Regions from separate parts of the Mus musculus genome. Here all the other regions are linked to region 3. A link is a contact called in public Hi-C data. All regions are on one chromosome and are shown on one strand. The core of a region is the stretch at or near the end of the contact, and the rest is flanking DNA. Distances in the headings are between cores, read along the strand shown. Region 1 has its middle 96 kb from the start of Trmt9b. Region 2 holds the start of Trmt9b (tRNA methyltransferase 9B). Region 3 overlaps Gm35520 (a long non-coding RNA gene).

Region 1 (3,091 bases), core at 119-2,618, 160 kb after region 3:
AGCCACGGAGTTGGATTAAATTTGGATCTCCATAATTTGAAGGTGTTTGAATTTTATTCTGTGCACCATGCCCTTTTATTAAGACTGTGCAGGGAACAAAATTTAAATCAAGCTTTCTCATGTGGTAGTTGATAGAGCTAAGTATCGCATGCTTTATAGCTCCATGTGTAGTGACATCAAACTCTAAGCTTTCAGTGGATCACAGTTGATGTATCGGCACCAGAAAAATTAGTAGAGGCCACAAGGAAAGCTCCTCAGAAAGCTAGCTGTTAACCACTGACAACCACACAACCAGTGCCTTCAAGTAACAGCTATTTCTTCTTCATTCCTGGTTCATGCACTTTATAATTGGTTACATTGGATTTTTTTATTATTTTATTTTTAAAATTGGTCTATCTATCTATTTATCTATCTATCGTGTATCTGTGTATCTATGTGCCCGTGTATCTGTGGTGTTTTTTCTTTGGGTAGCCCTCAAGGTCCTTGGAACTCACTCCATAGACTAGGTTGGCCTTGAAATCACAGAGATGGGCCTGCCTCTGTCTCCTGAGTGCTGGGATTAAAGGGATTAAAGGCACACACCATCACTGCCAGGCTTTAGTTATATAATCTTATAGGCCTCACATCAATAAATTCTATCCACATAGGCAATTGACCACATCAGCGAGCAAGTACTTTTATCTTTCTCTCAATATACTGGAGGACAGAATTTCATTTTAAAGGGCCCTGAGAGGGGGAGAAAGTTATTAAACCAACCAGCAGGGGGAGCCCAACTTCCAAACGTGGGCACTAGGTAGTGCTCTGACATTCAGCTAGATTCAAAAGCTAAAAATACAGTATTCATCAGAAACTCAAACATACACTAGAAATAAAGAGTATTCAAAGACAGTTATGTGTTCAGGATCTACATTGCCCAAAATCCTGGAAGTAAAGACTTACCTTGATATATTCTAGAAGAAACATTAAGCAAAGAACTAAGAATTTTAGAAGGTAGGATCTTAGCTTCTTAAAAGAAAATCAAATGTACCATGCATTTTATATTCTCTGATAGAGGATTTTTATAATACATAAAGTGTAATTTTCAGAAAACCCATTCGCATGTTCAGGGTTCTTTAAATCCCACCTAAAGAATATATGAATGTAATAAAAGTATAATTTAAAATTCATTCGGTAAGAAAGTTGGCAAGGTTATTTTAGATTTTATCTGAAAATGCAAAGTAGTAGGAAGGAATTTAAAATGCAAACGAAACTGAAATGATTTTTATAAGAGGGAAGTTGAACTTTCCGATTTCTGTATCACATTCCATGCCAGCATCGTTTGCACAGTGACATAGGTGCTAAAATATGCAGACCCAAAGAATCGACTAGGCTGAGCAGACCTTAGGAGGTGGGATTCGATTAGCATGACTTACCGCGCTGTGGGGCAAACTGTGACTTGTTCAGTCAATGTGACAGGCTCATGATTTGGGGAAGGAAATTATATACTTCTTCCCTGCTCTAAAATAAAGCCCAGATGGAATACACATTTAAATGCAGTACCAACACTTGTTAAATATATTAAATGCAATACATCATTTCTATGATCATATATACGTACATATACATTTCTCCATGTAAACAAGTGGATGCTACCTATATGACCAACAGCCTCCCATTGGTGTGTAACAACAGCCTCCCATTGGTGTGTAACACCTCTGTGGGTTTGTGTAATCACCCTACCCTTATTTCCCATCCACAGTCTCTCCTGCCTACAGGATGCCTCCCATTCACAATAGACACGTCTACTCTAGTGGGGAAACTACTTTTCTGTAGAGAAGAGGGCTGTTGGCCACTGTGAGCAGAGCAGTGTGGGAGAAAACAGCCTCTTTTGCTCTGTTTCCAGGGGGAAACGTCAATGATTCGTACTTTCATTCCTGTTCATAATTGTGAAAATAATTAACATTCACAGATGTACAGAAAATAGTATTATCAAACTCTTCCAGCCGTTATCTTGTGGCAGCATTGTTTTGTTGTGCATACTCTCTAATGTCCTCCAAAGACCCATGGTTTGCATATTTAGTCCCCAAGAAGGTACTATTAGGTGGAGAACTCTTAAAAAAAAAACGGAACCTAAGGAAGGTATCCTTAGGTCATTGGGAGACCACTCTACAGGGGATCACAGAACCCTGACTCTCTTCTCACTCTGCCTTCATGTAATAAGCGGAGCAGCTGTGTCCCATGCTCCCTACCACTGTCACGGGAATTCTCACTGGAAACCCGGAAACAGCTAGTCTGCCTGATTAGACCCCCTAAAACTCTGAGGCAGCATAGACCTTTTCCTGTCTAAGATGAATACCTTGTGCATTATTACAGTGGTAGAAAGCTAACGAACACACCTGCTCAGTCTATTCTGAACAATTCTTATATCGACTCAAATATCAGAATCCTAATTATTTCACTCATAAATAGTTCAGAATCACGCAGCTAGCTGAACACCTAAAAGTCACACATTGCAGTTGTCTAATGTTAAATGCACAGGCGGCATTTGAAGCGCCCCATTATGAAATAAATGCTTCTGTTGCTATCGTCAACCTAAAGTAACAAATGAAGGAAGATTCACCCAAAACAATAAAGCTATCATTTCCGGGAGTTGTGTGCCATAATAAACGATGTACAGAGTTAGGGATACAAAGAGAGACGAGGGCTTTTAAGGCAAAATGGAAAGGCTTACATAAGTTGTTTTGAAGCAATTACCCTTGGTAAGGAGGATCAATAACAATAGTGGCATCAGTCCAAGGTTAAGCAGGCAGTTGCTGGGCAGATTTCCTCGCGTCAGTGTTTTCTGGGCAAGGTTATGGTGGCCTTTTGTGCAAGCGAATGGTTCTGCCAGAGTTCAATGTGCGAGTTCCTGCCCTCAGACATATGGGCCCGCGATTTCTCATCTAGAACTTGTTGGCTTTATTTTTAAATATTTGTAGAGCTCCCCACAAGCAACTTCTGACAAGCATTCACACTGTTCAAATCAGACTCCTGCGTACGCAGATGTCTCATCGGTTTGCTCTTAGGGACAAGTCTGTATGTTCACTACTCCCAGTGACCTCTGGGTACCATA
Region 2 (3,289 bases), core at 84-2,583, 260 kb after region 3:
TGTGTTTATGTGGTTGGCTTTATCACCTGCCACTCCTGCGTCCCATCCTTTTTCCTTGGGTCCTGGCGCTCCTCTGTCACCTCTCCCCTACTTCCTAGCCTGTGCAACAACCCTAAGGGTTCTGTCCCGTCTCCTTTGGCCACTGGCCGCTAACATCTTTATTGATCGATCAGAAACCACATGTGTGCCTCAGCACCTGCAGAGGTTTCTACAGAGGACTAGGAGATGGTTATTTTGTTATTTGTGACATTGCAATAGAAATCCAAACAGAAGTTCTCCCTGGGCCACCCCAGTAGCCTGAGTACTAGAACACTATCCCTGAATTAAACTAATCTCCAGCAGTCCTCCTTGTGGCGTTTTAAATGCACATTGTCTTTGTGAGACCTTAAGATGAGTCCTTACCAACACTTATAACAGGACAGAAACTCAACAACATCAGGGTCTTATCCAAAAGCCAGCAAAGCATTACTGAATGTATTGGGCTCCGACTCCGGGGAACATGTATTTAAAAAAAAAAAAAAAAAGTACAAAGAACCCTGCCTGTAACTGTGTTGTTTACGAATAGGGGTTGAAGGTTACCAGCTAAGACACTGAAAGCAATTAACACTATTATTGCAAAAACAATGATCTATATCCATTTTGGGTGATCGCTTCTATATCCCACCCTGCACTGTTGTGATATACGCGGCTTTTGACCCGCTCGTTTTAGCAAAACATTCAAAAGATTGAGCAAGCGTGCCTGTGCGGTGACAGGCTGGACTTGATTCCTCCAATCCTGAGTCAGCCCACGTGCCCAGATACCCGGTAGGGATTTTTCCTTTACAGTAGGTTGCGGTCAGGATCAAAGGGGAAGAGTTGGGCTCAGGGTCACGTGGTGTCACCACAGGTACTGAGCTGCGCTTAAGGCCCGCCAGGTGTACCCGCCCAGTGGCGTCTCTCCCACTTAGGACCCTTCACCCCACCAGACACTGGAGGTGGGAGACAGGAAGGTCATCCTGAGCCCAGCCTCTGGCGCGTCCGGGCGCGGCGATCGCAGGGGACAGACAGAGCAGCCACACGGCTTGGGCTACGCCGCGCGCCCGCGCCGCGCCGAGCCGACTCGGAGGCGCCGCGGGCTTGCGGTTGTAGCCTGGGGAGAGGTGAGGGCGGGCCCAGGCGGTGGGGACTCCGCTGGGTGGGGGTCGTGGGAAGTCGCAGCTGTCACTCTGGCGCCCAAGCGGTGCAGCTCGGCAGGAGGTCCCCACCGGAGCCTGAATGCGCGCGGCCTCGCGGCTGCATTCCAACTTCTCTACGGAGCCGCGCTCTAGCCCGGGCGCGCGCTTCCGTCCCGCGCGTACTCCCAAAAACCCTTCCCCGCCCCCTGTCCCTCTCTCTAGTCCTCTCCCTTTCATTCTCACGCTCCTAGGCCGACCCGTGGAAGTTGCATCCTGGATAGCCCGGGCTGCGCTACTGAAGAGCTCCGAGCTAGAGCTCGGCCGAGCCTCCCGCCCGGATCCCGGGCAAAGACCGCCCAAAACCTGGTGCTGACCTTCGTCTGCACCGCTCTATGGTGACCCGAATCTCCGCTGCCCGAGTTGCAGCGGCTGTGCACCCCAAGGACTGCCAGAGCGCCCGGGAATCTGCAAGCCTGGGTGAGTTCCTGGTCTTTCTCGGCCATCCTTGTTAATGGTGGGAGAACCTGTTTACCCTGCAAACTTGAGATGTGACCAAAGCAGAGCAGCATGCCTTGCAGGACGTTTTTCAGATGGCAGGGAGGATAAATAGGCTCTCGGAGTCCAAGGCGACAAGCTCAGAAGTATAAAGGTGAAGTTGTATTTTTGTTTCTGGTCGCACGTGTATCTTTCCCTTTAAAAGCCGTGACTTGGGAAATGGTTTTCTACCCAGCAGGAGGCGGGAACTAAGATAACTCAGCAGCCTGAAAGTTTCCAAAGCTGAGAATGAAAATACAGTTTATTGGAAGGAAAGTCAAAACAGGATGGTGGGATCTATACAATGATACGTGCCTCCTGTGTGCGCCTGTTAGAATTAACTTGAGCTCTTTGTCAGAAATAACATATAAAAAGAGACAAAGATGCAAACAACTCCGAGCCCGGCCTTTCTTTATGTATTAGTTGGTGTGCATGAAATCTTTAAAATGCACCTAGGAAATTTCATGCAGGAAAAGACTATATCCGTCTAGCTTGGAAATTAAGGTTATTCCTAATACACCAGTAAAGGGCATTTAACACTCCCCCTCCCCAGCCCCCAGATAAAAGCACTGTTATTCCTATAGCCCGTTAAGGTATCTATTCTTTCTGCTTCCTGGGGGGGGGTGATTAATTTGTATTGAAATTTAGTGAAGGGAAAGTTGTTGGATTTTTCAGAGATCAAGAAGCCTGCTACAGCCGTGTAAACAGCTCTGGTGATGTGATCCATCAGTGACCTAGGGACACTTGGGGTGGGTCTCTGGAGATAAAGATCTCTGGGGAGGAATGTCCAGGAGCCACTGGCTGGCTGTGTGTGGTGCATTTAAAAGGAGACTGTGACAAGTTGCAAAGCATCCAATCACTAAGGAAACCATTGCAAAGAACTGCTGCTTTGTTGATGGCCACGTCTGAAAAGAGGGCCCTCTATAGGCTCCGTTCCTCACTGGAAAGAAAGCCTGCCTCTAGAAAGATCTGGTTGCTCTAAAGATGCTCTTTGAAAATACTTCATCCTTTGGCGTGTGTGTGTGTGTGTGTGTGTGTGTGTGTGTGTGTGTGTGTGTGTCTTGGTATATCTAAGGTAGTTCAGGTATTCTAATGTTTCTCCTTGCGGAAGGGATGGTGACATTGAAAATGACTGGTCTGCATAGTTAAGAACTTAACCTGATTTTAAATGTAGGGACCAGGGGGCAGAGCATTCCCACGAAACTGTAAACCTTCATTTTGTGTGTTTGTTTGTTTGTTTGTTTTATAAAGCTGAATCTTACTGGTTTGGAGGACTCTAAACAAGAAGTGCTAAGTGGGCTTAGTTCTGAAGTGTCTGCTTCTTTAAGACTTGGGCTATGTGTGTCTATCTGACTATCAAGGTTCTGTCACTGCTTTGAAGAAGCCACAAGCCAGACACAGTTGGCAATACAGAGTAACTTGATGTTGAGAGGACAGTTCTCGGTGATGCTCTGGCTCTGATTAGGATCTGAGCAAAAGATGTCATTGGAATGAGCCTTTGGCATGGCCAGTTGTCGTGATCTGTCGTCGTCCACGTCTGTGGTCATCTGTACATTCCTGGTCTCACTCTTACACAAAGGAGGATGTGTTCTAGATATGTA
Region 3 (2,966 bases), core at 288-2,787:
ATATGGCTGGCTCTTCCTGCTGCAATTGTTTTTTTTTCCAATTTTCTATCAATTTAGCATGACTAAACTTCCAGTGAGCCGCATCTATCTAAAAACATGTCCAAATGAACAAAGGTTTACCACTAATGGGATTGGCTCACAGGGAGGGGGGAGGAATGAGAGGACTAAGTGCCTGGTGCTTTTTATGAATCTGTTGTTAGCCAAAGTAGCTGCTGATGTTTGAAGCTATGTTAAAAGAAACAATGTAACAAAGACAAACCATCAGTGCATCTGGTCCTGGAAAGCAGCTCAGTAGGAGAGTCACCTGGTCCTCCCTCGCATCCACAGGGCTAGTTTTTGTTTGTTTGTTTGCTTTTTAATTTAACAGAGAAGTGAGATTATTCTTTTCATTAATTATTCACTTTACATCCAGATCGCAGCCCCCTCTCCTGCCCCCCACAGCCCCTTCTCAGTGAAGGAGAAGAGGCCCTCCTCCTCTGTAACTAACCGATCCTGCCTCATCAAATCACTGCAGAATTAGGTACATCCCCTCCCACTGAGGCCAGACAAAGTGGCTCAGTTAGGGAAATGGGATCCGCAGGCATGCAGAAGTCAGGATAAGCCCCGGCTCCAGTTGTTGGGGGACCTGCATGAAGACTGAGCTGCACATCTGCTACATATGTGTGAGGGGGCCCAGGTCCAGCCCATGCTTGCTCTTTGGTTGGTGGTTCAGTTTCTGGGAGCCCCCAAGGGTCCAGCATAGTTGACTCTGTTGGTCTTCCTGTAAAGTCCCCCAATCCTTTCCTCAACTCCTCCACAAGACTCCCCCAGCTCCCTAATGTTTGGCTATGGGTCTCTGTTTCTGTTTGCATTAGCTTCTGGGTGGAGCCTCTCAGAGGACAGCTATTCTAGCCTCCCATCTGCAAGCATAACAGTATCATTTATCATGTCAGGGACTGGTTTTGGTCCATGGGATGGGTCTCAAGTTGGGCCAGTTATTTGTTGGCCATTCCCTCAGTCTCTGCTCCATCTTTGTCCCTGCATGTCACGTAAACAGGACACATTTTGAGTTAAAGGCTTTGTGGGTGGGTTGCTGTCCTTATTCTTCCAGTGGTCGTCTTACCTGGCTACAAGAAATGGCCACTTGAGGCTCGAGATCCTAGTTTTGTTGTTGTTGTTGTTGTTGTTGTTTTGTTTGTTTGTCATTGCATTTAAATTCCTTCTTTTCCTTCTTTTTTTTTCATTTAAGGCAAGAAAGGAAACTCAAGTGTAAATATGGAAAAGCAAATATTGTAGATTTGTTTATCTGTTTAGACAGTATCTCCATGAAGCCGGTACTACGTAGCTTAACATTCACTATGGAGCCAAAGTAGCCCTTGAACTCCCAGAGATCTTCCTACCTCTTTCTCCCAGGTGATGACATTAAATGTATAAGCCACCATACCCTGCATCTCCCTATTTCTTTCACTTTTTTTTTCTTTTTTTTCTATAGCTATACAGGAATGCAAGCTTGACTGAAAATTTTCTTCAGTATTTTAATCTGCAGTTGATCATCACGGCCAGTAGATGGTGCTTGTGTCCCTACAAGGAAAATTCTGGGCAGCATTAAATACGAGAAATTTTTAGAAATCTGGGAATTTAATGAATCTCCAACTGAACCCAGTAGAGAAATTAAGAATAGTTATTTCTTGAAACAATTTTATGACACCAGAAAAAATATCTCCACAAGTTCCTCTTTCTTCACAGGAAAACACAATGCCTGATGTCTGTCTAAACATCCCACATTTGAACTCTAAATTTATATTTAATATCATGGACATGTGGTTTCAGTAAGGACACTGTGGATGATGCCCAGCTCAGACACAGAACTTGGAGGCTTTGAGCTGGATCTAATCTGAAGGCTGGCTTTCAGAGTCCTGGAAGGTATATTGCAAACTGCTAAGGCAAGCAGACAGCCAATAATCCTACACAGCTGTTACTGACACCCACGAACCGCAACAGTGACCAGCACAGCAAGATGTCCCTACAGCTCATGGAACAACAGTGTGCATGTTCCTCAAAGATCTCAAAATAGATCTACTATATTATCCAGCTATACCACTCTTGGGTGTATACCCAAGGACTGTATGTTCTACTACAGCGAGTCTGCTACCTGCTCATTCATATTCATGGTTGCTCTATGTATAATGGCCAGTAAATGGAAGCAGCCAAGATGTCCATAATAAAATGTGGTCTATTTACATAATGGCATATTTCTCAGCTGTTAAGAAAAAAGAGGGAATTCTAAGCAAATGAACTGGAAACAATTCTTCTGAGTGCTGTCGTTTTAGACACAGAGACCTCCGGAACTTATGATTCCATGACATCACTTATGAAGTCTTGGTTCAGCCCCACCTTTCTTTCTTTCTCTTTTTATTAGATACTTTCTTTATTTACATTTCAAATATTATCCCCTTTCCTTGTTTCCCTCCGAAAACCCACCCTTCCACCCACTCCCACTTCCTGGTCCTAGCGTTCCCCTACACTGGAGAATCAAGCCTTCACAGGATCAAGGACATCTCCTCCCATTGATGACCAACAAGGCCATCCTCTGCTACATAAGCAGCTGGAGCCATGGGTCCCTCCATGTGTACTCTTTGGTTGGTTGTTTAGTCCCTGGGAGCTCTGGGGGGGGTATTGTTGTTCATATTGTTGTTCCTCTTATGGGGCTGCAAACACCTTCAGCTCCTTGGGTACTTTCTCTAGCTCCTCCATTGGGGACCCTGTACTCAATCCAATGGATAGCTGTGAGCATCTACCTCTGTATTTGTCAGGCACTGGCAGAGCCTCTCAGAAGACAGCTATATCAGGCTCCTGTCAGCAAGCACCTTTTAGCATCCACACTAGTGTCTGGGTTTGGTGACTGTATAGTGGATGGATCCCCAGGTGAGGCAGTCTCCGGATGGCCTTTCCTTCAGTCCCTACTCCACACTTTGTCTCTATATCTC

The links. A called contact is a pair of places that touch in the nucleus more often than the background predicts.
Region 1: a Hi-C map of cortical neurons shows a contact between it and region 3, with 5 times the contacts expected there. The contact joins two enhancer-like sites. A contact is called at or near these places in 1 of 15 datasets of contacts at CTCF or cohesin (the NIH/3T3 cell line), 24 of 484 Hi-C or Micro-C datasets (B cells, B-cell progenitors, the G1E-ER4 cell line and 14 more) and 4 of 115 datasets of contacts at active chromatin or transcription factors (CD4 single positive thymocytes, cardiomyocytes, embryonic stem cells and 1 more).
Region 2: a contact with region 3 is called in a Hi-C map of cortical neurons, with 2.7 times the contacts expected there. The contact joins the promoter of Trmt9b here to the enhancer-like site in region 3. A contact is called at or near these places in 11 of 39 promoter capture datasets (the 3T3-L1 cell line, the C10 cell line, embryonic stem cells and 5 more), 28 of 484 Hi-C or Micro-C datasets (the C10 cell line, the C3H10T1/2 cell line, the HL-1 cell line and 13 more), 11 of 115 datasets of contacts at active chromatin or transcription factors (T-cell acute lymphoblastic leukemia, craniofacial prominence, embryonic forebrain and 5 more) and 2 of 9 other capture datasets (embryonic stem cells and pancreatic islet).

What each region holds. Positions count from the first base shown.
Region 1 is chr8:36,360,688-36,363,778 of GRCm38.p6, forward strand. No RefSeq gene overlaps it. Among named protein-coding and RNA genes, the nearest start is that of Trmt9b, 96 kb to the right of the region's middle. Within about 2 kb of position 1,369, at least 11 of the 459 cell types and tissues checked have an H3K27ac peak or open chromatin away from gene starts, as enhancers often do. A contact at or near this core is called in cortical neurons, where this site is marked.
Region 2 is chr8:36,456,753-36,460,041 of GRCm38.p6, forward strand. Trmt9b (tRNA methyltransferase 9B) reads left to right here and starts at 1,334. Exons shown (of 5, transcript NM_176952.5): 1 at 1,334-1,631.
Region 3 is chr8:36,200,629-36,203,594 of GRCm38.p6, forward strand. Gm35520 (a long non-coding RNA gene) reads left to right here. Exons shown (of 4, transcript XR_870363.2): 4 at 1,472-2,219. Among named protein-coding and RNA genes, the nearest start is that of Gm39165, 6.5 kb to the right of the region's middle. Within about 2 kb of position 1,538, at least 7 of the 459 cell types and tissues checked have an H3K27ac peak or open chromatin away from gene starts, as enhancers often do. A contact at or near this core is called in cortical neurons, where this site is marked.